Linked DNA regions of Larimichthys crocea: region 1 is linked to region 2. A link is a contact called in public Hi-C data. All regions are on one chromosome and are shown on one strand. Each heading gives the region's core, a stretch centred on a gene start, on an enhancer-like site or on the middle of the called end of the contact. The rest is flanking DNA. Distances are from core to core; before and after follow the strand shown. Region 1 holds the start of abhd5a (abhydrolase domain containing 5, lysophosphatidic acid acyltransferase a). Region 2 holds the start of gask1a (golgi associated kinase 1A).

Region 1 (3,090 bases), core at 309-2,808, 180 kb before region 2:
GGTGATAGGGGAGATTAGAGACCACAAAGCTGGAACAAAAACACTGATTAAAAAAAAAAAAAGTCATCTTCTGGTTATTTTGTTTAAATCACCATTTCAGGAACTAGGAAGAAGAAAATTTCAGCTGAATGTTCCTTTTACATGTCAGTTCATCCGCCTGCAGGATTGTGAAACCCCCTGTGCCAATGTGTGGAGATGTCAAAAGAACTGCACAGGAACAGCAAGGACAGGCTTAACCTAACCTTTAAGTAACCATAAGCAAAATTCTCACTTTCATTCAGACACCTTATGTTCATCACCATCATCATCATATCAGTTCTCCTGTGATCTCCACCGGTGATCAAAGCATGTCTTCACTCACAGTTTAAGACAGATGACCCTTTGTCATGATGAATAAATATTAACGTTATCTGCATGGATTGGCATGTTTATTATAATAATTAGGGGACACCCATAACAGAACTGTAGTTTTGGTTGGCAGTAGTTCAGTCTGTGGGGGATTGCAGGATCAAATGCGGCACAATCAGCCAGCATGGAGAGCCGACATAACTGGATTAGCAGCTGGCACCTTGCATGGCACCCATTCATCAGTGTATGATAGACTAGAAAAGCAATGCATAACTACAAGTCACTTCACTATTGATCACCAAAAAGTAATGACTGTACTGTGCATTAAAGAAATATAAATATGTTTTTTTAGTGGAATAATTGAATCTAAGAATATTCCCTTTGCATAATGTTTACATGATGGACCATGATTGGCTCCAAATGTGTTATGATGTCACAAAACCCTGCTGTGTCCTCATCATCCATCACCCTGCACAGTGAGAGCGACAGAGCTATGAGCGAAACACATTTCTGAGCAGAGAGAGGACTTTAAGGTTTATCTGAAGCAATGCTGCGTCTTAAACGGTCTTGTGATTTAAGAGGTCCTGCTTCAGGTCAGAGAGCAGACTTACCTTATAGTGCTGTCCACGTAGCCCCACACACTGCTGACCAGACGGTGAGCACCAACAGTAGACAGCAAGCTGTGAACAACCCTGAAGCCGGGACGAAGGGACAGACACAGCAAGGCAAGGTGTTACGGTGATTACTGTCAGTGTGTAGACTGACAGCTCGATGACATTCAAACTATGACACCTCCTCTAATACAGCATCAAGTGTAACGTGTTCAGTGTGTGTCTAAAACACTGGCGCCAGTGTCTCTTGGACACACGAAAGACAAACTAGCATGTTCCTCCTTCGGTGTCCCCATGTCAACATGTGTGTTTGCTTCAACTGCTTTTAAATGTTTAACAAGTTACACTTTCTCTGCCTGCGTTTGACAACAACCCGCAGCTGTTACAGACAGTGTTGCTGTGACACTAACAGACACTAAGTGCCGTTTGCCCGGCTGTAACATACTTCCACAAACAGTAAACACTCACCCTCCGGACGCAGTCACCGCCTGCTCGGCCATACTTCTCCACTGCCTCTGATACTACACGCGGTCACGTGGTCTCAGATACCCACTGACGTAGGGGAGTCCTAACGATTGAAGGCGTTTGATTTGTTGTATAGGGTAAGCTCCACCGAGCGGTGCCTTTACAGCTGAACCCATAACGCTAATGTCCCCGCTCGTCGCAGCCCTTTCTTCTCTTGTTTATAAATGAAAACAAGCGCTCCAGAGCGTGAGGCATTGCGGAAGCGTCTTTCCTGTCAAATATCCAAACATTAGCCGCCCAGCAGAGCAGACAGCTTCGGTGAGTAGCTGAACGACACTAATACATAATATTTAGTAAATATTAAACATTTTGTTTCACACGTTCACAACACAACCCCAGTCTCTGTGTTGACTCACAGCTGCAAGTCATGTCAGGAGGGCTGTGTTCGGTTAAAGGGTCGTAAGGAAAGCCTTCATTCAACCGAACATTGGAGTGTGGAAGTCACTGATACTGATTTTAGGAATACAGACACGTTTACTCTTTAATATGTTTAGTGAGATATTAGTCTGCGCAGGGCCACGGCTCGGTCCCAGTGAGCAGGACCTGCACCAAGGGACCGCTGCAGCTCTCATTGACACACCTGTGAGTGTCCTGCGGTCAGGTTACACGTCACAGTGTCTGTCTGTGTAACGGCGCTGGCCAGCAGTGCTAGATTAAAGCAATATACCTATTATGTTTAGTGTTTCACAAGTGATATAAGGTCATATAAAAGTGTCAGATATTTTTTTTTAGAGCTATGGAATATTAAATCACTACGCAACAAGTAGTGCCTAAGGAAACATGTGGATATATGTGCTCATCCAGTTGATTTTAGTCCAAAATCTCAGTCATAGCGAGCACGAGGCGGCAGTGATTGGTTAATTCGTCTACGTCAGAGCGCTGGTTGGGGGCGTGGCTGAAGTTGAGCCCTGCTTCGTGACGTGGAGCTCAACAAGTCCAGCGGGTGCAGCAGCAGCAGCAGCAGCGGCAGCATTAGCCTCACACACACTGACTGCTCAGACAGGTCGATTTCAAATCTAATGTGACTGTTCACAGATCAGCAGGGTCAGCTCCCGCCCCGAGGCTGGAACAGAGCCGTTTCCTACATACACAGATCTGGGTAAGTACTGACCATGTCCCTGCCCCCCATCCCACCACCAGCATACAAACAGAGACGAAAAGCTTTATCTGTGTGGCAGACTGTACTGTGGCAGATCAGCTGCTTCATGCAGCTGTCTGACTTTCCAACTACATGTACACTAATGTCTGTCAGCTGTTTCTGTCAGTTCTCCAGGACTCTGACCAGACATGTTCTGGATGTGCAATACATATATTAAATACAGTAGATCATGACTTTAATTATGATGATAACTGATGATGATAAGACCACTTTATTTCTGTTTACACACACCTTGCCTAAGCCTCAATATTTACTCTAACTTAGTCCTGGTGTCTTACCCTGTTCTGTCTCTATTGGTTCTCTTTATGTGGATTATTTATGTTAAAAAAGGACTTAACAAAGAAGAAAAACTCTTTAATATACAGAAAACTGTTAAAAAAACAGGCTTGTAAATACATTCCAAATATATATGTATGTATTCAAGATAGTTGGCTCATAAGAACATGC
Region 2 (3,303 bases), core at 533-3,032:
TCTATTTTTCTTTCTGTCTCCACACAGACGTGGAGAAAGGGAACAGGAAAGCACAGCTGAGAACACAAAGAGCGGCAGCAGTGTTTAACATACAAAGACTGCCTATTCTGCAGGTCTGGAGGGTTTCGTGTGCCCAGCACTGTGGCCCCCTGAGACTGAAGAAAGGGGTAGTTAGACCTGAGAACTGCAGTGGACAGGACGGCTATGTTTCAAACAATTATTATAAACCAGAAAGGGAAAGGTAGCACTCCACAGTTTGAGAGTAACATTTCCAACATCTGTCTGTCACCTCCACTGAATTTCATGCACAACAACAACCTAAATCGACTGAGTTCTACATTTTCCACTGCATCCTTCAGCGGTGTCCAAAATAGATCAACATGACAAGAGAAGAGATGAGGATAGAAAAGGGGACAGGAGGAGAAGAGGAGAAAAGAATGGGCAGAGAGTCTCCCTCTTCCATGTGGCAGTCAGACCAGGAGCCTGTCTGCTCGGCATATGGAACCAATTTGAAATGTGAGACTATGGGGACTGTTTGAAAGACAGACGATCAGCCGACAGAAGATAGGAAAAAACTGTTCTGACTCGCCAACAGAGCTAGTTTCAACATTTACCTCCAAAGGAAAATTAATGCAGAATGCAAACGCCAGACAGTGATTCCTGTACATGTTGCATCATTGTATTACTCGTTTAGAGTCACAGCGAGCGTCTTTATGAGGTCCTCTCCTTACATTTTACATTTGAGATGACTACACTACATACATGGACTGATTGACAGACAAACAGAGTGGGGCTGAAATTGACAACTATTTTTTTTTTGACTGTCAATTAATCTGCTGATTATTTTCTTAATTAGTCCCGTGTGCAAAAACTGTCCAAACTTCTCAGAACCCAAATATCTCCAAATATATAAGATTTCCAGCCATAATAGTAACTAATTGCTTGGATAGCTTTGACTCAGAGCTGTACTGTTCCCATGCAACACATCTCATACCAGAAACAGCTGCATTCAGTCCAGTTTTAGTAACCAGGTTAGTGTTGACTGATGTCCACAGTCTGAATGTCGACTTTTAAGAAGAACTTTCTTGCAAACATCATGAAAAAAAACCTTGTTTCAAAGAGGTAACGCTCTTCTCCTCTGTACTTTTACCTCACTGTGCTTTTGAATGAGTTTGTACTGGTTGGGTAAATTTACATTGTTCTCCTCTGTAAGCAGAGGCTCCTCTAACTACGCTTATATTCTCAGGTGTGTCCCGTAATAAACCTAATATGTAGGCCAACAAATCCATTGAATGCGCATTTATAATGCATGTGACACAGCAACTGTTATCCTCCACGTCTGAGTCAGAACTGAACTCGCTTCTACAGGTCCAGGATCTGCCTGCACGGCGCTCTGCTGTTTCACACTGAACGGCTGCAGGGGAAACTTTCAGCGCTCTTACCATGGTTCACATCCCCGGCCCGGTGCATTCCACTGCAGCCTCTTTAAAGTCATTCATCGCGGAGAGATCCCGTCGTCTGGAGGTCGGTCAGTCCGCACACCGACAGCTGGACAGCCGGTGGTCCTGAAGTTGCAGCTCGAGCGGGACCGGCACAAAAAACTTTACGTTGAAAAAAAAAATAATTAAAAAAACGTTTACACAGTTAAATTTGCTGTTTGAAAAAGTGACCCAAGTAACACAGATACCATAACTGCAGGGTCTGTTAACTTTACTTTGACCGTCGGGCTGTCTCGAGCTCAGCCTCCCCTCCCGGGGGAACGCGCTGCCTGCTCCACGAGAGCGCCTGGGAAAGTTGATTTCAAAGTAAAAGCCCGTGAGTTTAAGGAGGAACACTGTCTGCTCAGAGTGAAATATGAGAAGTCTCCCCCTCATCCACATCACATTTCCTTCACGCTGCCAGAAACTCCACGCAGACCTTGACACAGGGAATAAACCAGACTATACTTTTAGGTTTAAATATTGTATGGAAATGTTTTCAAGGAGAAATCTTTGGCCAGCCACGTGGGAAATTCATATCCAAGTTGTTATCATTATAAGTGAAAGCAAACATAATGAGTAAGTTTATTTGGCTGCCACATTCTTTAAAAAAAACATCACTGTTTATCCAGACTCATTGCCAATAACTGCCAGATATGTTCATGCATATTAATGAAGAGCTGTGCGTCTTTGGACATGTCCACTGATTCATCCAGTTGGAGTGCAAATGCCTCCGCTGTTTGTAGTTTCTCAATGATCTGCACCCTCACATTCATCAGTATCTTTTCTGAAAATTGTCAATTATGATGACAAAAATTGGTGGACCCTCTGCAGTACCTCTGAGGACCCCCTAGACGTCATGGACCTCTGGTTGAAGACCCCTGATGTACAGCTTTCATTGTTGTCATTACTACAGACAAACAGATATCCACAAATATTATTTATATCATAACTTATCAGGTACACATTTCATATGTACTAGCATATCCCTGCACATAGCATGTATTCATTTTTATATATTTTAAATGTCTTTGACTCTCACGTGTCCTGCTGCTCTCCCTGCTCATAATCCTGTGTTTCACTTACTCATATTTGCCTTCTACTTGTGGTTAAATTAAAGGTTGTGGCTGTTTATTATTATCAGACACATTTGGGACATTTTGTGGCCAAAAGTTTAGAGAATTGGGAGTTTGTGACCTGAAGGGTGAGTCCACGGAGCAGCCTCATAAATCTAGGTGGACGCTCATCCGCTCCAGGGGACCTTTAACAGATCAGACTGTGCTCTGTGATTGTACTAGGGAGCTTCCACGTGGTATTGTGTGTAAAAAAAAAACAAAAAAACATTGCTGGTTTATAAATAATAAGCCTCATAATCCTGTCTTTTAAATACTATTTTAGCTCCATGTATCCAATTACTATCTAAAGCTGGAGCAGCCAAGGGATCCTTAAAGCGGTTTGCACCAATTTAATAAAAAATTCATTAGGAAACTAGATACTAGATAATTAGGGTATCTTACAGGAGTGACCTCTGCCACAATTGTGGCCTATATACTGCACTAGTTCTTGTAGGTTTAGGGTGCCCTCTTGTGTAATACACCAGCGTGTACTTGCCTTAGTGTGTATGTGTGAATTAGGGAGGTCTTGTCCTTCTGCCACTCATTTCTTCAGAGCAGCCACGACGCTGTAGTTCATCTGTTTCTGCTCCTCAAGATGAGCAGCAAAGACAGATTTTGATCTTTGAGTCTTTTTTTCCTGTAGACAGAGGAGCTCAGTCTTCTGGAGATCTTCTGCCCTTCTCAGATCAGATGCGATCTTCCTGGTCTCC

Evidence for each region. Hi-C and Micro-C count contacts between places; a contact is called where the count stands out from the background.
Region 1: a Hi-C map of muscle shows a contact between it and region 2, with 2.9 times the contacts expected there. The contact joins the promoter of abhd5a here to the promoter of gask1a in region 2. A contact is called at or near these places in 2 of 7 Hi-C or Micro-C datasets (both in muscle).

The regions. Positions count from the first base shown.
Region 1 is chrXIII:28,652,443-28,655,532 of L_crocea_2.0, reverse strand. abhd5a (abhydrolase domain containing 5, lysophosphatidic acid acyltransferase a) reads right to left here and starts at 1,558. Exons shown (of 8, transcript XM_010748297.3): 1 at 1,428-1,558; 2 at 960-1,040. The coding sequence starts at 1,459. ano10a (anoctamin 10a) reads left to right here and starts at 1,659. Exons shown (of 15, transcript XM_010748299.3): 1 at 1,659-1,742; 2 at 2,520-2,583.
Region 2 is chrXIII:28,476,749-28,480,051 of L_crocea_2.0, reverse strand. It overlaps gask1a (golgi associated kinase 1A), which reads right to left and starts at 1,782. Exons shown (of 6, transcript XM_019268343.2): 1 at 1,443-1,782. The coding sequence starts at 1,445.